Linked DNA regions of Mus musculus: region 1 is linked to region 2. Evidence: chromatin contacts called from public HiChIP or PLAC-seq data. All regions are on one chromosome and are shown on one strand. Each heading gives the region's core, a stretch centred on a gene start, on an enhancer-like site or on the middle of the called end of the contact. The rest is flanking DNA. Distances are from core to core; before and after follow the strand shown.

What was found. HiChIP or PLAC-seq counts read pairs in DNA pulled down with a chosen protein or histone mark.
Region 1: a contact with region 2 is called in a FOXA1 HiChIP or PLAC-seq map of pancreatic cancer cells. The contact joins two enhancer-like sites. A contact is called at or near these places in 2 of 484 Hi-C or Micro-C datasets (myocytes and nephron progenitors) and 5 of 115 datasets of contacts at active chromatin or transcription factors (embryonic fibroblasts, fibro-adipogenic progenitors, forebrain and 2 more).

The regions. Positions count from the first base shown.
Region 1 is chr7:65,903,467-65,907,961 of GRCm38.p6, reverse strand. The region is part of intron 1 of Pcsk6 (proprotein convertase subtilisin/kexin type 6); the gene reads right to left. Among named protein-coding and RNA genes, the nearest start is that of Gm51486, 25 kb to the left of the region's middle. Within about 2 kb of position 1,266, at least 10 of the 459 cell types and tissues checked have an H3K27ac peak or open chromatin away from gene starts, as enhancers often do. A contact at or near this core is called in pancreatic cancer cells, where this site is marked.
Region 2 is chr7:65,710,450-65,715,485 of GRCm38.p6, reverse strand. No RefSeq gene overlaps it. Among named protein-coding and RNA genes, the nearest start is that of Gm33234, 20 kb to the right of the region's middle. Within about 2 kb of position 1,470, at least 24 of the 459 cell types and tissues checked have an H3K27ac peak or open chromatin away from gene starts, as enhancers often do. A contact at or near this core is called in pancreatic cancer cells, where this site is marked.

The DNA of each region.
Region 1 (4,495 bases), core at 17-2,516, 190 kb before region 2:
CCTCCATTCTCCCTTCAGGTTGGGCGGGATGCTGTGGATTGGACAAATCTGGCTGTGCACACATCTTAACCCCTGCCCAATGGAAAACCTGGACTTATCATCTCTGGGTTTTCATCTCCTCCTGAGACTCTAAGTACCACTCTGCAGGATTGATGGCTTCCAGATCTGAAGGGGATACCTATGTATGTGAGGGCGCTCGCAGGGCTCCTGGAAGATAGTAAGTGCTCAGTCACAGTTATCCACAATTCTAACTCTCTGCCAACCTTCTGCTTCAAGGCGTCTTTTATGGCCATGACAAACTTCACTGTTTCTATCTTGTACACAGGCAGGCACTTTTCTCTTCTTGCAGGTAAACCTTATTGCTCACTTCTTCAAACAAGTGACCCAAAGACTGCTAGAGCATGGTCGATCTGCTTCTACCCGAGACAGTCGTGGAGGCTTACTAGACAGCAGCTGTTAGTAAGTACATTTGCTTATGAGCAGTCGCTATCCCTGGTGAGTGACACATAACTATTGGTCCTTTAAGTCTATGCATTTAAGCCAGTTCCTTCTTAGGGAAATAGGTAAACAGGTAAATGAAAGGAATAGACACAATGCCAAGCCACCAGTCACTGAATGGAGATCCTGGAGGCCACTCAGGAAAGTGCTGAACTCCAGATAGCTGAGCTAAGCCAAAGGAGCCACCCCTTCCCTTGATGCAAGTCCCAAGGCCACCCAGTTCCCTTGTCTCTGGGACAGTGGGATCATCCTTAGAAATGGCCTTAGAAATGATTTCCAATGATGAGCTGTTCTCTTGGAAGAAGGAAAGGAACAACTGGTCCCCATAATACTAACTAGGCAAATGGCCTCGGGGGTCAGCAATGTCCAACACTGCACCTGTTTGGACCCATGTATAACTCAGCAGGAGGCTTGAGTTCCACTGCAGATGAGAAGGGAGCACCAGCCAAGGCCTCCTGCCCTGGCAAAGCTGGCTGCCAACAGAGAGGCGCTGACTACGTCAGTGGAGCCTTGTAGCATCTGCCTTATTGTGCCTGACTCATGGTTAGCATCATGACTTCAAGGTTATCCATGTTGTATTATGTGTCGAGATGTCCTTCCTTTTGATGGCCGAAGAACATTGCATTGTATGAACACATCCATCTACATATGGATGGACACAGGTTATTTCTTCATTTGGCTATTGTGAATGTCACCATGATGAATGGGGTGTGCCAATATTTACCTGAGTCCCTGCTTTCACTTCCTTTGGGTACATTCCCAGACCCGACTTCTAGCATAACTGGACAGGCCACACCCACTTGTTTGCTTATGTGGCCACTTCCTGTTGCTTCTCCTTCGTAGCCATCTCGGCTCTTCTTGGATTCTCACCTGATCTGCCCCTGCAAGCACTGGCTCTAGGGTGCGCTTCTTAGGCTTGGAAACTGCTCTTTCTGACCTCCTCTCAGGCTGTCATCATGAGAGAAGACAGGAAACCAGGGTGGCAGCTCCAGGCTTGGACATTCTCTCTCAGGGATGGGTGCACTCTCTTAGTTCAATCAGATGATATCGGATTGTGCTCTGACCCTGACTCAGATTAGTCAGAGGGACTCATTGCTTCTGACTCTGACTCTCAGTCTTCCCATTTATAAGATGAGGCCATTGTATGAGGAGACTGAGGCCCCAGTATTATATGGGGAGGGGGAGGGATTCCAAATTTCTGAATTAGCAACACTGCCACTCTATCTAAAGACAAGCAAAGACAGTAGACAATAAAGGACATATGTACACACAAATAAGACCTAAAATGAACTGTCATTCTTTTGGTATATCTTCAGGGTCATACTGGCAGACACTAGACGTGTAAGAACATAGGTGGATACTTGAAGCTACTAATAGCACCAAACCCCAAAGATAATTATGATTTTCCCTATATATACATAGATACTCACAATACATTAATTAATATAATTAGGCATAGTTTAATAACAAAATAGAACAACCACAATAACTATAACTATATCTACTATGTAATATACTATATATAAAACTTTATCTATTAGAGTGTATATATGAAATGTATAAAGTGCTCTGCAATTTTTTATTTAATGTCTCTAGGCTGTGGTTGACTGTGGGTAACTACAACTATGAAATGTGAGCCCTCAGATAATGAAGGGCTCCTATAGACAAAAGAGGCAAGAAGCACAAAGCCTTTTCAGGGAGAAAATGGGTGCTGGGGACTAAATGCAGAGCCTCACATAAGCTAAGCATGTCCCACTGAGCTGCACACCCAGCCCAGAAACATCTCACCCTTCTCTGACACTCACATTCACAGTAACACAGTTCATCGGCTCTGTGTGTGTGTGTGTGTGTGTGTGTGTGTGTGTGTCCTGGGCTGCCTCTGGGCCATGGGCTGGGACACTGACTCTGCTCCTATGGTCAGTTGGCACAACTGTGCACAGCACCTCTCAAGCCAGTCTCTGAACAGCCTGTCGTTACAGAGATGCACCGGATGCCACACACATGTCCATGACAAGCAGAGGGCAGCTCCTCTCGCCTCCCCTTTGTGGGACCAGGAGCGGGAGTCACTGTTCCTTAAATCTTAACATAAAAAAAAATTCAATATGTTCTTTTCTCCTTTCTTGCCCATGGAATTTTCACAACGTGTTCATCAGAATCAGTCTCTCAGAGCACTATCCGATGAAACAATTTGCTGAATATCAAATGCTCATGTTTCGCTACTCAACATCAATATGTAACTATATACATTAGGTTGATAAAATTGGTAATATCATTAAAACATCATTAAAGGCCTTGCTAAATGTTCTCAACCAGAACACTGGAAGAAATGAGATAAAAAAAAAACTCAGAGAGAAGAGTCAAAAGTAGTTCAGTTCTCCCTACCACGAGGCTCTATTAGACATTCCAAAACACTAGGTAATGTAGGTATACGGGGCAGACAAGGGAGGTACAAAGAGAGAGTGGAATTGGGAGCTGGCCCATCCTGTCCCTTGCTGGACCTCGAATGCACCTAGCTTAGCAGGCAAGCAGCAGAGGACCACGTCCATCCCGTGCAGCAAACTCAAAAGTTCAGACCCAAGCAGCTAGCTGTTAAGTCTAACCCCATCTTGCAGACAGGGGAACTGAAGCTTAGACCAGTGAAGGTAGAGCTTCAAGACCATGTAGCACGTTAATAACACAGCTAGGATTCCTAGGCATCAAGCCTCTATCTTTTGGTGCAATTAAAAGCCAATAGCTTCCACGGAGACTCCAAAAACCTGACATCTGTCCTCAGTAGGAGGGTCTCCACACGGGGCCCATATCTCAGCATGTGATACTCTTCTGTTTCCAGGGGAAAGTATGGGGTCACGCATTAAGCTCAATGGTACATTTTCCATTATACATTATGTGTGTATGTGTGGGTGGATGGATGGATGTTCAAGTTGTATGAAGACCTGTTTGTTCTGCTGTGAGTGAGATATACTGGTATTATAATGCATATATGTATATATGTATGCATGTCTATTATATATTCAGATGTGTGTATTTATTTAAAAATGTGTTTGTGGCTATGTATATCTGTATTTATATATATATATGAATGTATTTTACATATGAATATGAATGTGTAGGAATTTGTATATATAGATACATAAACATTCGTGTGTGTGTGTGTGTGTGTGTGTGTGTGTGTGTGTATTTATGCAGGACTCGTGACCAAAGCCCAGCAAACCTTTGATCTTTTTTTTCCCATAACCATCATATGAATAGGCTGCTGGGGCCTGTGCTGACTGCCCTAATCCAGAAGCCCCGGGTCTATGGCTCCCCACTGTAGTATACTTCAAACACAGGCAAATAGCTGCAGTAAATCAGCTGCAAGTTGGGTCTGACCTCAGATGGAGGTTCTGGTTACAGAGGCCTGGGTGGTGATGGGGCTTCTTGGTTCTGGAGAAGAGAGCAGCTCAGCCTTTCCCAGGAGGCTGCTAGCTGGTTGCCCTCTTCCTCCCCTCTCCCCAGGGCTCAACTCAGGGCCACCGGCTCCTCTAGAGCCTCCTTTCCCTCCACCTGGATGGGTCCTGAGTACCCTGCATTCTCGTGGCTGAGGTGTTGGAAGGCTGAGCCCTACTCTCAGCATCTCTGTCCTCAGGCTTGGCACAGAACAGATGTCAGCAGACGACTCTCACACAACCAGAGCCACCATCATCGCTTTGCCCCCACTTCCCACTCCCTGAGAGCCTACCTATCCTCTGAGGAGCTCCGAGGCATGGTGGGAGGTACCACCCAACCTTCTCAAAGCAGCTCCTTAAATGGTCCACATCTTCATCCCCTGGGGCAGGCCTTTGACGGGGACTAGCCCCCACGGTGCTATGCTGGCCCCTTCATCTCTTCAACATCACCACACTGCCATTCTGCCCAGCTCCTCACTGACACAGAGCCACCTCTCTTGTCACACATATCGGCTTCTGTCCTTAAGAGACTTTGTCATGTGTAAGGACCCTTATCTCTTGTTGCTCCATAG
Region 2 (5,036 bases), core at 221-2,720:
ACAGGTCCACTGCACAGGTCCACTGCACAGGATGAAGTTCTTGTATACCCTATTCCTGGAACAATAAAGTTGAGCTGTCTCTCTAAAACTAATCCTAGAAGTTAATCCATTGATACTCACAGCCATGTCACTGAACCCGCCCCAATTGGTTCCAATTGGAGCCATCTTCTCCCTTTGTCCTTGAGGGACATGGCCAACAGTAGCTGAGGAGAAGGGAGACCACACAGAAGGGCAGAGGAGGCCCTCCTTAAAGCCAGCTCACAAGGCTGTCCTCTCCATGGATTGCTTCTTGAAGATAACACTGCAAACATGGAAGGCAGACAGAGAAAAGAACTCTTATGTCCAAACTTTAACAGGCATCCTGGGACAGTTTCTGAAGACAAGGCTTCCGGACATTGCTGTCTTGACAACCGCTGATGCACTCAGGGATTTGTCTTGGTCCAAGCCAGGGCTTTGTTCAGAGAAAACATTAGCTTGCTCCATACTTCCACAAAACAATTCTTTTTTGTTTGTTTGTTTTTGTTTTTGTTTTGTTTTGTTTTTTTTTAAAAACATCTCTTCATCTCTGTTCCCTCATTAACTTCTATTTATTTGTTTGTTTGTTTATTTATTTATTTATTATATGTAAGTACACTGTAGCTGTCTTCAGACACTCCAGAAGAGGGAGTGTCAGATCTTGTTACAGATGGTTGTGAACCACCATGTGGTTGCTGGGATTTGAACTCTGGACCTTCGGAAGAGCAGTCGGGTGCTCTTACCCACTGAGCCATCTCACCAGCCCCCACAAAACAATTCTAACTCATACGATTGATATTATAGTGGAGAGATTGACTCCAGGAATACCCCCCACACCCACACACACTCACAGAATGTCAAGTGTCTTACATAAGTGATGACATGTTTGCATGTAATCCATCACACATTTCATGATTGTTTATGATACCGACATGATGTGTCATGCCTCATCACTTACAGTTGGCATCTCAGTGACCCAGTTACATTTGAGTCATCATGTTCCTGTGAGAAACCGCTTCCTCATTCAGATAAACTCACTGGCTCGCTGAAGTAGATGTGTGTGGGGGGGAATCATTACTTTGGTCTATTGCCAGTCCTTATTGGGCATAAACAGACATTTTTTTGTCATATCTCCCAGAAAAAATGTCACAACAGAACTCAAAAGGGGGCGGGAGGGAAGGAGAGAGAGACAGACAGACAGACAGACAGAGAGAGAGAGAGAGAGAGAGATTGATTCTGAACAGGCTCCGAGACAAACATCTTCTCTATCTCTTAAAAATTGATTATAACAAATTGTATTTTCTGAAAATGGCCACTATGATAGCTCTCGTTTTGTAGTGGGTTTTCTTAAAGCTTTTTATTTCCCTCATTAAGAGCTAGAGTTTCTCTCTTTACCCTAAACACAGCAGAGCTTTGTCACTGGATCAGTCAATGGCCAGTTGTGTGACTGCTCATGTGTGACTCCTGGGCTAGAGTTGAGACACGCAACACAGCTGCCACCTAGCTGACAGCATTAGCCCACCTCCTACTCTGACGAAAAGCATCTGAGGTGAGTGCTAAGAAAAAGGGGAGCCAAGCAAACATTTGGTTCATGTGTCTACAAGTTCAAGAGCATAGTACTGCAACTGGCTTGGCTCTGATGGGGACGTCATGGTCGATGGCACCCTGGGCACATATGCAAAGGGAGGGATCATGGTGGTAAAGTTGAGAGTGGCTCATCCTGCCAAAGACAGCACCCCTGTAACCTAAACAAATCCCACTGCACCCCTGTAACCAAGTCCCACTGGTCTCCGCCTCTTGAGAACCACCTTTTAACATCTGCACACGGAGATCAAGCTTCCCACACACGAACCTTTAAAGGGCCAAAGCACAACCGCACTAGGGCTGAGCCAAACCAGAGCCACGTGAGGAGACCAATGCAGAGGCGCCTCCAGGCACAGGACTAACAAGTCTTCCAATGCCTGCGGTCCCAGCCTCTGAGTCTCCCTGCTCTGAGGGGCCATGCAGCAGAGATAAACCATTCTCCTGTGCTTAGCCAAATGCCCAGTCCACAGGAATCTTTGAAAATAAGGCACTGTTTTAAACCACAAAGATTGGAGGTAACTTGCTGCATACCCATAGCAATTGGAGCATTAGGTAATCATAAAATTGTCTGATTTTACATTTACACTTCAGCACTAATCAGCTAAGATAAGCAGATCTAATACACATGTGGTTTTTTTTTAACATGTTCTCTTAAGAACCTATAGGACCTACTGCCTTGGTTGGCTGCAGAGACCTCATATACATTTAAATGGGACTATTTGAGAATTTCCGAGCAAACAGATCATACGCTATTCCTGAAATTTCTTTTAAGGGGATAATCTTTCTTAAGCTCCTGCTGACGACCTTGTGGCAGGTTAGCCACAGCCTAAAACCAACCAAACAAACACAAAACCTTAAATAAAATACAGTAGCTCAATCTAGAAAAGCGGTTCTCAACCTGTGGGCCACGGCCCTTCTGGGGGTAGTCCAGCTCTTTCACAGGGGTCCCCTAAGACCATCAGAAAATGCAGACACTTACATTGTGATTCATAACAGTAGCAGAAGTACAGTTATGAAGTAGCAACAAAAATAATTTTATGATTGGGGCACAACATGAGGAACTGTACTAAAGGGTCACTGCACTAGGAAGGTTGAGAACCACTGGCTTAGAACAATATAATTGAAGAAAAACTAGTCAGTACAATGCTCCTGGTAGATCTGCAGACAAGTTTCAGTGGCAGTAGCTTTGATTTGCAACCTTTCATTCTTGCTCTCGTCCATGCAGAACAGGGAACGCTGCAGAGATCAGTGAGAAAAATGAGCAGACGACACCGGGATTATCATTTTTGGTTTTGATCTAGCAGAGATCTGAGGCTGTAAGCTGTCAAGGAAGCTGAATTCCGTGTGGATCTGGCTCGACAGCGAAACTGGATTTCAGCCCTCTGGCAGGGCACAGGAGACTCGTGTGGCTGCCGTGAGGTATGAGGGCATTATATAAATCTTAGCAGGTAATGGGAATCGAGTCTGGGCTGGGATGCAAGGGTGGAGCAGGACAGAAGCAGGCCTGGAGAAGTCCGTATTCACTTTGGGGGTACTAGCAGGAAGTGTCTACAGCAGAAGACCAAGGAGTTCCCAACTACACAGGTCCTAAGCACGCATCTACAGCAATACTATCCCTCCCCGATTATATGCTGCAACCCCCCACCCATAGAACCCCCACCCTTTGCTTCTGAGGAAGAAGGAGCCTCTAGCAACAAGCACACACGGAAAGATCCGAACAACAGAGGACTACAATCAAACACCTCTCACTTCAGAGGGAAAGAAAGACAGGAGACCACACAGCAGGATCACACACCAACCAAGCAGAGGCTACAGCAGGTAGGCAGGGAATCCCTGTCCAGGAGCCTCTACAGACACAAGGCAGAAGCTAGCTGCAATGGGAGGGAGAAGAGGCAGAGTCTAGGAAGCCCCACACTGGGGTTTAGGGTCTGAGATTCAGGCTGGACCCGAACAGCAGAGAAAACCAGCCCTGCTGTATGACACTCAGCCACAGGGAAACGTGATGCCCTGAAGAAGAGGTAAGGATACAAAAACGGTCCTCTGTGACACAGGCATGTGGAAGCTCTGCGGAAAACCTTACCTCCCTGTCTCGTCCCCAACTTAGAGCAGGAGCTTCCCCTGTTCGCATTCCTTCTACACTCTGCTCAAGAGTTACCCAGCAATAGCCAGGTAGGCCTGGCTTGCTATACAAGGGACTGTTAGGCCTCTCCCTCTCTCTTATTCTCTCTGACTCCCTTTTTCCCCTGTCCCCTTTTCTCCCTCTCTCCCTTCCCCCTTCCCCCACCTCCATATATGTTTCTGGCTGATCTCTCTCTCTCTCTCCTTCTCTCTCTCTCTCCTTTCTCCCTCTCTCTTTCTCTGTTCCCTCTCTTTCTCTGCCTCTACTCCCTTCTCAATTCCCCTTCCCATGCCCCCAAATAAACTCTATTCTACACTAGAATATTCTACACTTGGTTGATACCAAGGCATGGGCCTGCTGAGTTACCCCCTCCCACCTCACCATCCCTTGACCCGTGAAGCACATCCTTAGCTTTTTATAAAACACATCATGCCCCAGTTAGAGAATTGCAGAGCCGTGCCTGTGTTGCATGTAGTAGTTAACTGATGCAAAATCCTCAGTTCCTAGCTAGGCTGACTCATCCTTGTACTAAAAGCAGGTTAGAAACAACACGGACATTTGCTGAACTATCAGATACCTGGGTTCATACAAATGATGTTTTGGCCTTTGATAGAAGAATCCAATTTAGTAAAAGAAAAAGGAAGAGGAGGCCATCTTGAGATGAAGTGAGTTACAGAAATAGACTCCATGGCCTAAGGAGTTGGAACAACCAGATAGGAATTCTAAAATAACTTTGACAAGTATGTCATTTCGATGCACGTGCTGAAAGTGGCAGCGGAGTGGAGGGGTCAGCAAGCATGAGGAGAGGGAGAATCATGTCTGAAAGATGGAATTCTAAGAGTGACGCAGAACACCAGGCATATATACATATTCATATATATTATATATAACTATATAACATGTATTACATATGTGAAAATTTAGACATGTAAGTAAATAAATACAGCTTTGGTTTTGTTTTGTTATTTAAATACAAATTTAAATAACAAAACAAAACCCTTGAAACTACAAAAATAGAAACCATCCTGACCAAGCCAGCTCAGTCAGTCAACCTGGTCTCAAGGGACAGATTGAGGATTGAAAAGAAAAAGGCAATTAGACAACGCTGTAACAGGACTCCAGCCACTGCTGAGGCTGAAGCGGGTTTATTTTTCTCCAGCCTACTTTGATAGCATTCTAAGCACATGCAAAGAATAAGGTCAGTTCTAAGGCATAAACAAAGTAGTCAAGGAACAAACAAAGCACAGACAAAGGTCCTGTGGTTACTGTATTCAGGCCTTAACAAGACCATCAAGATACAGAGAATACACTCCTCAGT